3 separate regions of the Mus musculus genome follow, and regions 2 and 3 are each linked to region 1. A link is a contact called in public promoter capture Hi-C and targeted proximity ligation data. All regions are on one chromosome and are shown on one strand. The core of a region is the stretch at or near the end of the contact, and the rest is flanking DNA. Distances in the headings are between cores, read along the strand shown. Region 1 overlaps Tjp2 (tight junction protein 2). Region 2 holds the start of Fam122a (family with sequence similarity 122, member A). Region 3 has its middle 32 kb from the start of Tmem252.

Region 1 (3,789 bases), core at 77-2,576:
GCAATCAAAAGCTCCCTTCAGGCACCTAATTAACATGCACAATTAAAATTAAACACTTCATCTCAGCACAGGGTTTCCCATTTCACCTTTATAAACCATCATTTGCCTGTCCCCTCTCCATCCAGAGGCAGCCCTTTATCCCATTCCAAGACAAATAACCCTCTTCTTTCTTTTCTCTCCGTTCTCCCTCTTCCTCTGGCTCCTGTCTCATCCCTTAACCCTGACCTCTGTCCCTCCAGAGCAAATACATCTCCTTTGTGCTAAGCGCACATTTTTCCTTTTAACAAGTCTGTGTCTATAAACTGGGCATGGTGGTGCACATCTTTAATCCCAGTCAGGAGGATCTCACCTAGTCTACATAGTGAGCTCCAGGACACACAGCCAGACCTAATATACAGATGGAGGAAAAAGGAAGTCTCTAGCTCCGGCTCCAGGGATGTGAGATTCTTGTCTGGCCTCTGAGAGTATAAGGCGCAAACAACCACCGAGTACACAGACATACAAGACGGCAAAACACCATACATATAGAGAAAAAAATAATTCCAGAAAAAAATTAAAATAAAATCTGGAAAAGGGAGGAGAAGACAGTCGCTACTGGCTTGAGGGAAGAGAACCCTGTGGCTCTGGCTAGTACATTATTCAAGCTGCAACTTAATAACAGATCTTTCCATTGCTCTGTGAGCTAAGCAACTACCAGGCTCCCTGGGACCTTTGCCGTTAAACAGTATGTCTTTTTAAAAACGTCTTTCTGAAAGAATCCAATGGATGCCTTTTTAAAAGAAAAAAAATAAGAAAATAACACACACATATAGCTGAAAGAGCAAGTAATTTGGAATATCTTGCTCCAAACTCCTTAGAATGTTCTCTAAGCTTTACACTCGAGCACTGAGAGCCCCCAGGAAGTTAGGGGCCACAGATGACTTTATTAGCCATCTAAACTAAGCAGAGCTGAGGTCTGCAACTCACATAAAGTGGCCAGTTAATTAGCGCTGCAGTTTCTGCTGCTTCTGGGCCTAAGTTCTGCAACACAGTAACAATTTTAATGGAGACCAACCTGAGCTAAACACAGCCCCATCTCAACAACAGCACACTGAGAGGTCCAGAAGCAATTCTACACTTTTTTTGGTTAAGACTTTTTAGTTCATCCAACTATCATCCATTCGCTACAGAAATATGAGGAATTCTCTCAATTAAGTTCGCCACTAGTCTGAGTCATGCTAGCTCATGCCTTCCCAAATCGAGTCAATCTGATAAGTACACAGTGACTTCGTCTGATGCCCTGCCCCGAGAGCCCTTGTGCCTACCACTCTGACTCACACAAGGGCAGGGCTCACAGCTAATGGGAAGTGACTGGCGGTATGCAGTGGCCGGAGGAAACAGGGGCAGGTGTACACCAGCCAATCCCACACAGCCGAGCAGCTGACTCCTCACTGAAGAGGGCTAAAGAGGAAGAAGCCTGCTCCTCGGTCGGAAACTGAGCTCACCAGGAAGTCCTTTAGTTTTGCTAAGAACCTCCCTCACTAATCTCATCGATTCTACTCCGCTGAATCCTCCGGAGACTGAGAGTGGCCGGTGACGTGAAGGTGTTGTCTCCGAGCTACAGGGATGACTCTCCTGGGTGAAACCCCACCCACCCAGGTTCTCAGGTGCGCCTGCTATCCTTGTAAGGCAAAAAGAAGAAACTGAACTTGAGCCAAGTGGGTAGGATCAGCTCTCAGATCATGTAAACAAATTGCTATAGTCGGACATTAAAGCAATGAGGCCGGCTGACAAATTTCTTTTTCCTTCCTCCTGAGAACAAAGGCCCTAGAAGCTCCAAGCCCTAGAAGGAACAAATACTACTAGAAAGCATTAGACCTTAAAAACTTTTGGTCCTGCAGGGGAGCTCCTTAGGCAGGGAGGTAAACACACACACACACACACACACCCCTGCGGGGAAGACGACTCTCAAGCAAAAAGACCTGCTTGGAAGACATTTCTGCCACCTGAAGCTGCAAAGGACCCTCCAATCTGCTGAGCTGCCTGCAGGCTGTCCAGTGTGGTCCAGGTTCCCAGCCTTTGTGAGCTGTCACCCATGCCGGGGTGAACTTTGGCGATAAGAGTTATTCTGGGGTGATCTGTGCTCATCCATATGGGATCATTTCTATTCCTGAATTCAGATTCCTGTAGGGAACCCCAATAAAACTCACTGGGTCGCCAAGCTGGACTTTGGTGGTATCCTTACCACTAAAAATTGGGTGTATCATGGGTTCCCAATCTGGGATTGAGTGTTTTGTCCACCCCGTAAAATAAAAAATTAAGTCACACAACACCTGGCTCGCCTTACCTTCAACTCAAGGAACTAAAGTTTCTCTATCACGATCCACGTTTTCCTTTGTTAGGATGGCAAAAATGTAACTGGACTTTGAGACTGGTGTACAGTCTAAAAACTTACCACCAAAAAAAGCTACAAACCTGGTCTGGACAGGTGTCTCAGCAGTTAAAAGCACTAGCTGTTCTTGCCAAGGACCAGGGTTTGATTCCCAGAACTTCATTCTCTGCTCACAATCACCTGTCAGCCCAGACCCAGAGGATCTGCCAAGCCTCTTCTGGCCTCCAAGGGACAACAGGTACCCATTGTTGTGCAATATAAGTGCAGGCATATAATAAAATAATTTTAACTCTAATAAGTACCTGGCACAGCAGGTACTTAGGATATTCCAGGCCCTGGGTTCCACCCACAGCTTCCTGAAGCAACAAAGGGGACGGGAGGTGTTCATTCAGAGATGTGTCAAGATTACATTTTCCCCATTACTATATTTACTCCTCACACAGAACAGGAGGAGGAGGAGAAACATAAAAGCCACACCCATCAAAGTCTAGTCAGGCTAAAACATTAGTCTAAGTTCAAATAAGCACATTACAAAGTATACTCTACTGTGGCTGGATGGCAGCCTGTATCCTGTTAAAGACCCAACTGTAACCATCTGCCAGGCGGCACTCATCAAATAGCATGTCCTGCTATGAAATGACTAAATACAAGTCACCAGCCAGAGGCTTCGGACACTTCACAAATGGCGCCACAGGCACACAACTAGAGAACGGCTATAATTCAGAGTGTCTCCTTTTCCTTTTCCTTCACATCAGCGTGCACCTCAACTGTCCTCCTTAAGTCAAAGCAAGGGGTTGTTTTTCTACCTCAAACTTTGCGGTTCCTACAGCATCCTTGTCAGAGCCCCCTTTATAGCTCCATGTATGCACCAGAAGTATATAAGTAGGTTCCATCCGCAGCACCATAAAGCTAATTCATTAACGAAAACCAAGAATCCCGCCACACAACACATTCTGTAAAGACCCTGAGAAGTTAAAACCTTTACGCGTGGCAAGCTATTTGGTGATCTGCATTCTTCAGGCCGCACTTGAAAACAAAGTGCTATTCCCTGGAAGGGCGGGAGTACCTCCTCCCCGCCCCACCACTTTATCACAAAAGAATGAACAGCATTTGGCCATGCAACTTTCGATGTATCACCTACTCGGAGAAAGCAGAAAAAGGAAGGGAATCCAGCCAGATGTTAAAAGAGCCCCACAGACACACCATGGGCAAACAGTCAGAAGAATTGCAGAAATGGGGGATGGGGGTGGGGGAGTGGGGTTGTCCACAGGCTCAAGACAGAGGCCATGTGCTCAACACTTCTGCTCTCCCAGGATGTCTCTGCATGTGCTGCTCATGAAGGTATGGTGGGGCTGGGAAGGTATATACTCGAGAGCTCTCCTGAACCAAGTCACATGTGCTTTACACAGTGACACCCA
Region 2 (4,098 bases), core at 1,032-3,531, 310 kb after region 1:
CACCCCCTGGCAAAAAAAAAAAGAGAGAAAACCTAAGTGATGATTTATGGATGTGACTGTCCACTGATCATCATCGGTCTTTAATTAACTGACATTTCCAATGCTGTTAATATAACTCCAACTACAGAGATGTATCACGCTGTTAGAAACCCAAGTCAGAGGTACCTTTATCTAGCCACGCCCTAGCTTGGTGGGAAATGGGAAGTACCTGTTGGCAAGGAAACAACTGCTTCCTTCCTGAGCAAGGGAAAAAGATGAAGGTGACAGATGGGCAGAGCAAAAAAAGCAGCCACGAGCTGCTCTGGCTTCTCATTGGCAAGAATTTTAAGAATGGAGACGTGACTGGATAGCTTCAAGTCTATCAAGGATTGAGAGAGTATCGTCTGTCTGGGTATTCTCCAACACTCAACGGTGCTTCTCACACATTTACATTTCACAAGTGTTAAATCTGAGATGGCAGCAAGAGCCTTGCCTTCACCTGTCTCCATGTGAGCTAAGACTACAAGGCACCGTCCCCCTGCTTGTTTAGGACTATACCCAAAAGAATGCACTTTCTGGTTAAAAATGTTTTCACAAAGAAACTTGTCATTTCTGTACTTGTATTAGTGTGATTTACCAGAGTTACTATGAAAAGTGTTAGAAAATGTCCGTAAATATTTACTTTATATACTGAATTTTAAAACATTTGCTGCAAGTGCTATTTCTCCTTTTGTCGTTTTTCCCTCCCATCCACCTTTCTGCCTAGGACATTAAATACCAAGGGCTCCTGGGTAAACTAGACAACCAATGGACTGATATGACTAACATTCTTTTTAAAGCTGTAAGTAGGTAAATTCTTCAGTAGATGTAAAATAGCAACCATTGAAAACACCAAAAATTAGTGTGCCATGAACTATGGAATTTTAAAACATCAGTTTACTAAACTGAAATTCAACATTTATATTTTCATCAGAACTTAATAATCCCATAAATAAATAGAGCTCTCAATTATTTAAAAAATCAAGGGATAACATATGTATTTAGACATATTAGCAGCGTAAAATGTATGCTTCAACACACTTATTGATAAAAAGTCCGAAAATATTACTACACTGAATTCAAGGGCATCCCCAGGAACCTGACATAGAAATTCTCTAGAATAACATTTCAGGAATTTCCAAAAAGAGGGAAGAGTCAAATAGGAAACGGCTTTAACGTAATCGACAAAGTTCAGTGCTTGCTCTAACTTGATTTTTTTCTTTCTTTTTTTTTTTGTTTGTTTTTGTTTTTTTGTCTCTCCATTGGGGGAGGGGGATTCAAGATGAGTGAGTCACTTTGAGGAAAGTTCATCTACTGGAATAAAGGGGGAGGCTGCTTGGGCGGGCGACACAGGAGAGTCGGTGGTAGTGCTGACTTTCGCTGGTGAGTTACAGGAAGATCCGGCACTGCTGCTGTTTCCATCCAGGGTATCGGAAGATACGCACACACCGGGGTCTGACAGCTGTGCAACGTCAGAAGACAGCATGTTGGTGATGCCCTGGAAAAATCTCTTTGGCTGATAATCAGTTTCCATTTCACATTTTCTTTTCAATGGTCCAAGAACACTTGGTCTAATGCAGTTGATGGGACTCTGGCTTCTCCGGGTGGTAAATCGGGTGGTTGGGCTGGGAATGGGACTTGGAGGCAGTCCGTTGCTACTCACAAAACTTTGCAAGGACGGTGAGAAACACTGCTTCCCAATTCCCCGGGTCGGGGACGGTGCCGGAGACACCGGAATGAAATCGATGCGCTTCGGGGAGGCGGATTTCTCCACGTCGTTGTCACTCAGGCTGAAACTTTCCTCCCAGGAGTGGCTTATCTGCATTGCGGTCTGCACCTCGCGCTCGTGAACGGTCTCTCGGTTGATCAGGTCCATGCCCTCCTCCTGTTTGATCTGGTGCAGGCGGCTGCTGTGCATTCGGACCGGCGAGGCCGGGAGCAGCAGGCCGTGGCGGCTCGGGAACGTCGTGCTGTTCCGTCTGGCGCTGGGCGCCTCGGCCTGGAACACCGGCGACGAGTCGCTGAGGCCGTGGATCAGGGGGGCGCTGTTAGACCTCCGCAGGCCCCCGCCGCCAGGGCCGCCGCCCTCCGCCGGGCTCGCGCCCGCGGGCAACTCCAGGTCCAGCTCCATCTTCTCCTGAGCCATGGCGCGGCCGGGAGGCGGGGGCGGTGCTCAGTCAGGGCCCTGGGACTCCCATTCCCCGCGGCCCAAGGCCGCCGCCGCCGCCGCCGCCTTCGAGAATCTGTCAGCGGGTTCGCGCCTCTGCGCAGGCGTGCCCCTTCGCGCAGGCGCCCTGGCACGCCCGTTCTCGCGGCGCCAGCTTAGTGCGTCATGGCTGCGGCGCCGCGGCGGGGGCAGGGGGCGAGCAGTGGTTGGGCGACTCCAGTGTTCGTTTCTTCCGCAAATAGTCACTGGGCGCGGGCTCGCGGGAAGGCAGGTTACGGAGGCCGGGGCATTGAGAAGTGTATGTGCTTATGAAGCAAGTGTGAGCTCAGAAAGATAGGCCCTTGGTGATGTGGGGCTTCATGATTGAGCTTGGCCCGGCCTGGTGGGCTTCCCAGAGGGAAGTCTGAAGGAGGCCACGGCGGCGCTTTGTAAAACTGGACTGGAAGCAGGGAGCCACTGCTACCCAGCTAGGTGACAGACAGGAACCAGGAGGACAGGGTTGTTAGCCTGATGGTGGACAAGAGCAAGTTCTGGGCTTTTTTTGAGAACAATGAACTCCCGGGCGTTCTCAAGGAAGCATATTAGGGTACAGGAGCAGCCTTTGGCTGAGGTCTGAGGAAGAAGACATGGGATTAGAACCTACAGGGAAAAGGCCAAAGAGGAGGTTGATTTACACTAGGACAGAATCGGGGAGGGCCAAGAGAGAATAGTAGACTTAAGGCGGTTGGGAGGAAGAAGCTTTGTGACATCTTTTTTAAAAAAGTTGTCATATTTCTGCCGTTAACCGTGCACATACTAATGTTCACTTGGTGTGGGAATCCAATGAAAGAAAAAAAAAAGACACATTCATAGATCAACAGATTTTTAGCTTATGTAATTAATACAAAACTTTGTATCTCATTAACAGGGAAGTTGTATGTGTTCATTTATTCAGTCAAGTCTCCTATTCGGGCATACCTACTTACTATGTACCAGGTACTGTGCTAGGAAATGGACTTGTGTGAGGACATTCAGTTTCTACTGGGTGGGAGTGGGGGATGAGAAAATAGGGGACTTTTGGTGGTATGGCTGGAGGTAGAAGTGGGACGGTGTGGTCAAGCACTACCTATATATAGCCCTTGAGGGGCAGTTGGGCAGAGTTCAGTTGTAAATGACAAATCCTGTGGACTGTGGGAGGTGGGGGCAGGGCCGAGTGTTCCAACCAATGCGAAGGGCCAACATACCCACCCGTCTGGGGAAGAACAAGGAAAGAAAAATCAAGAAGGAGACAGGTGACCTGAGAGGTCAACGGACTGAGCGCCCAGTCCTATGATTATAAGTCCCTGAGCAGTATTAGGCAGGGGAATAATAGGCTTGGGCTTTATCTGTTATGGTTTGAGATGGAGTCTCACTAAGTCATTGCTCAGGCTAATCTCAAACTTCTGGGCTCTAGTGATTCACCTCACTCCCAAAGGAAGTAGGGCTAAGGGCATATCGTGCCACACTCAGCATGGTTTTTGCTTTAAACACCATGGAATGAGCTGAAAGGGGGCCAGAGGCAAGAGTGGAGGCCAGAAGATAGAGTAGAAAGCTGCTACAGAGAGCAGAATACTGGGGTAGGGTTGTAACAGTAGGGAATGGGGAGAAGGGGATCCACTGATGTCATCTGGGATGAGATTTGCCAATAGGTTAAATTTCGGTGTTCAAAGAAATAGGGAGGCGGGGAGGAGATAAGGGATTTTTGGAGGGGAAGCTAAGAAAGGGGATAACATTTGAAATGTAAATAAAACATCTAATTAAAAAACAAAAAAAGAAATAGGTAATTTAGATGGTAATGTCAAATGAATAGGAAAGGTACATGGGGTGGAGGTTGAGTTTTCAGTTTTGGTAGGCTTGAGGAGTTATATATACAAATCTGGCCACTTTGAGCTAAG
Region 3 (3,861 bases), core at 810-3,309, 480 kb after region 1:
ATGGTGGGATGCCATGGTGGGATAGCATGGTGGGTTGTCATAGTGGAATGCCATGGTGAGTTGTCATGGTGGAATGCCATGGTGGGTTGCCACGGTGGGATGCCATGCTATGACACAATGGTGAGATGCCATGGTGGGATGCCATGGTGACCAGAACAATTCTAGCTAAGGCAGCAGGAACTAGTGGCTGCTGATTGCATGTTATCATGGTTTTTGTTTTTGTTTGATTTCTGACCACACAGACTGGGACCCCCAGCCCATAGGATGGTGTTTTCCACATTCAGATGGATTCTCCCTTCTCAGTTATGCCTCTCTGGAAACACCCTCATAAACTTGAACAAATCCAGTTATGTTACAACAAAGATTAGCGATCAGGAGAAATCATGGGAGTAGGAGGTAAAATCCTTAAATCTGAAGTAAGATGAGGCCTCTGTCCTGTTCCCTCAAGATACCCTATCTACCTACCACTATCGCACACATTCATGGTGCTCATTTGAGTAGGTATGTGGTAAATTATTTAGTAGAAATTCTGTATATTTTTCAGTATTTAAATGACTATGTTCCATCCCTTTATTCCTAAGTCCCTGATGAAGGAAGGACCCCAATGTAGACAGAACCACGGTAGGAGTATGTGTATGTGAGGAATGAGTGCACACTCCTGCCATGCGTCTAATTTAGAAGGTTGGGGAGGTTATAAAAGTCATGTTCAAGAAGTTCTTGGTCCCCAAAATGCAGCTCTGGGTGATGGTGTAGACTTTTAAGATATAGTGCTTTGCAGGATGTCCTGGGATGGTCAGAGTGTACCCTCAATAAAGATTATTTCTTGTGGAAACCCGAGAGTGGTTTTTGTTTATTTGTTTTTGGGGTGGGGGTGAGACAGGGTTTCTCTGTATAACTCCGGCTGTCCTGGAACTCACTTTGTAGACCAGGCTGGCCTTGAACTCAGAAATCCGCCTGCCTCTGCCTCTGCCTCCCGAGTGCTGGGATTAAAGGCGTGCACCACCACGCCCGGCTGTTTGTTTGTTTGTTTGTTTGTTTGTTTATTTATTTATTTATTTAAATAAAACCTGGTTGTTATTTTTTTAAGGTCATAGTACACAGAGCTTATTATCAAAATGTTGTGTGTCTTTGAACCATCTTAAAACAAATAATAATAATAATAACAATAAAAATAATATAGTTATTATCATGCATAATAATAATAATAATTAATAAATAAAGTAGCAGCAGCAGCAGCAGTAGATGCCCAGATAGCTTCCTAATAGTTGAAGATACAAAATCAGTGGGCTCTGGCACGCTGAATCTCAGCACGTGACGTACAGAAGGGAACCCAGAATACTCTTGCCTGCCATATTTGAATCTGGAAGTTTCCAACCTCCTTTTCACTGTGGACAGGTGCACACTGCTATAAAGGATTAGGAAAGGGAGCCACCAGCGTCTGACTCACCCTCTAAAGGAAGCAGGAATGGCAGCCCTGACCACAAGCTTGCGTGCGCTTTCAGTAGAGAATGTGCAGCTGATCCAGACTGTCAGGACTCTCTGAGCTCTAAGCATTAATAGTAATATGCTGGCACCAAGGGAAATCTCCAATCTTACCAAAAGTGTAAGCCAAAATGTAACAGACAAATCCAGCCTGTTAGCCTATGTTACGCCTTGATCTAGGGATAGGCTATGGTGGCAGGGGCAAGGGGGAAAAGACATGTGGATAGAGTCTTTGACCTAAGACTATGAGAATGTCTGTAGCAGAAACAATAGGTGTCTTAGTCCACTCAGGCCATATCACAACATACCAAATGGCTGGCCTATAAACATCAGAACCATAATTCTGATAGCCCCAGGGTACAAGGAGTTGTGGATCCAGGCTGAAGCACATTTGGTATTCAGTGAGGGCCTGCTTTCCTAGTCATAGACAGTGAGTCTTAGCTGTATCCTTCCTTCTTGGGAGAAGAAGGAGTCAGTGCTCTGGGGACTCTTTTAAAAATGCTTTACACAATGCCTTAAAAGGGCCCTTGTGACGTAATCCCCCTTTAATGGCTCCACTGTCTAATAACATCACATCTGTAAGCGGCAGTACAATGTGTGCATTTGGAGGGACACACACAGTCCACGCATAGCAATAGTCTAGCAGTGAATTAGAACCATTCTCTGTTGAAAATTTGAGATAAAGAAATTAGTAACTTTCTAGAAAGGAATTTTGTACATATTCAGGAATATTAAAAAGCAGAGAGAGAGAGAGAGAGAGCCGCTACTGTTTGTCTCTATTTCACCTTTGACTCTTTGCCTGACCTTGACTTTGGAGAATGTATCTTCTTGTTACTGATGCTGCTAGGTGAAAAAGAACTCTCTTGGAAGCTTTGCCCATACTCAAGTCACTGTAATAGCATGAAGGTCCAAAGACAGACTTCCTTAGAGTAGGCTCAGACCTTTGCTGCTCTCTACCCATCCTCCCTAGGGCCATGATCTAGTCAATGTCTTCAAAAAGGAGCCATCCTCTTCCTCCTGCGAGTAGCTGTCACACCATGGAGCTGGAGCTCCCTCTTGTTGCCCTACACAAATACTGTGACTGGAGTAGAACTCAGGGGAGGGAGGAGTTATCATTTCGGGTTCATTGTCTGAAGGCATCTGGTGTCCCCCGTTAGCCACCCTCTGCGGCCATTGCTCAGCTTGCAGGTATCATTTTGAGAGGAAAGGAAAAGTAACAGCTGTGTTACTGAGTGTGTACACGACCCACATTAGTCACACTTACCGGGGTTTAAGTTATGACTCTGTCACCTTTGTCCCTTCAATGGCCAGCTTTTAAAGTAAACTGTACTGGCATTCTTGACATGCCTCCCTTGGGGCAAGACCTCACTTTCCTCTGATCATTTTTTTCCCTCAGATGATTTTCTTGTCACATAAAGTGCACAACACTCACTGTAGAGAAAATCTCTTATATTCTGTATGGATGCATCACTTGTCAATAACAACAACAACAACAATAATAATAATAATAATAATAATAATAATAAGCCTATGGCCAAAGAGCTGAGGCAGGATTAGGAGGTGGGGTATCCAGCAGAGAGAGAGAGAGAGAGAGAGACAGACAGACAGACAGACAGACAGAGACAGAGAGACAGAGAGGGAGAGACAGAAAGATGGAGGGAGTGGGGATAAAGAGGAATTCAAAAACAGTCAGAAGTGTGGGAGATTAGTCAGGAACTCTGAGAAGAGGTAACAAGCCATGTGGTGCTTTGTAGAACAGAATAACCAGATAATTGAGTCATGAGCTAGTCAGGGGAACAAGCCCTAGCTTATGGCCGAGGCGTTTATTTATAAAATATTCAGTCTCAGAGCCCTTACTCTGGGAACAAAGTGGCTGGGTAGGAAAGCTTGATGTTATAACTCACAATTATTTACGTCTCTGTTGTTGTTGTTGTTGTTGTTGTTGTTGTTGTTGTTTTCTCTAGCTAACTTTGCACTTCCTGGGGACAAATCCTTCCCATATCCACGAGGTCACTGTTTCATGGACTAAGTGGATAAGTGACAAGCTCTTTCTCCATCTTTGTTTACACGAATCTTTTTTTTTCCTCAGGGATTAGGGGGTCAGACTTCTCCCATCGTGCCTATAAAAGTGTGATTGCAAAGGAAACTTTCTATCCTCAAGGAAGGACTCTTAGGCTCCAGCTCTGTACTTGAATCACCTGGGAAATACAGCAGACATAAACCCACTTCCCCAGGCCAATGGGCACAGACTCTCTGTGGGGAGGGTCTGAATATCAGCATCTTCCCACAGCTTCTTTGATGGCTCTATCCGATAGTCTGCATCAGGACCACAGTCTTTAGGCCATCCTGGTGCTCTTCAAGATCCTCTAGAAGAGGAGG

Evidence for each region. Promoter capture Hi-C pulls out the DNA fragments that hold promoters and counts their contacts.
Region 2: a contact with region 1 is called in a promoter capture Hi-C map of pre-B cells, with 4 times the contacts expected there. A contact is called at or near these places in 2 of 39 promoter capture datasets (hippocampal neurons and pre-B cells), 2 of 484 Hi-C or Micro-C datasets (embryonic stem cells and muscle stem cells), 1 of 130 datasets of targeted methods (bone marrow-derived macrophages) and 1 of 9 other capture datasets (adipose tissue).
Region 3: a contact with region 1 is called in a targeted proximity ligation map of pancreatic cancer cells. A contact is called at or near these places in 2 of 130 datasets of targeted methods (bone marrow-derived macrophages and pancreatic cancer cells) and 1 of 9 other capture datasets (embryonic stem cells).

What each region holds. Positions count from the first base shown.
Region 1 is chr19:24,165,290-24,169,078 of GRCm38.p6, forward strand. All of the region lies in intron 2 of Tjp2 (tight junction protein 2), which reads right to left. Among named protein-coding and RNA genes, the nearest start is that of Tjp2, 58 kb to the right of the region's middle.
Region 2 is chr19:24,475,193-24,479,290 of GRCm38.p6, forward strand. It overlaps Fam122a (family with sequence similarity 122, member A), which reads right to left and starts at 2,282. Exons shown (of 1, transcript NM_026520.3): 1 at 587-2,282. The coding sequence starts at 2,164. The coding sequence ends at 1,310. The region is part of intron 1 of Pip5k1b (phosphatidylinositol-4-phosphate 5-kinase, type 1 beta); the gene reads right to left.
Region 3 is chr19:24,639,757-24,643,617 of GRCm38.p6, forward strand. No RefSeq gene overlaps it. Among named protein-coding and RNA genes, the nearest start is that of Tmem252, 32 kb to the right of the region's middle.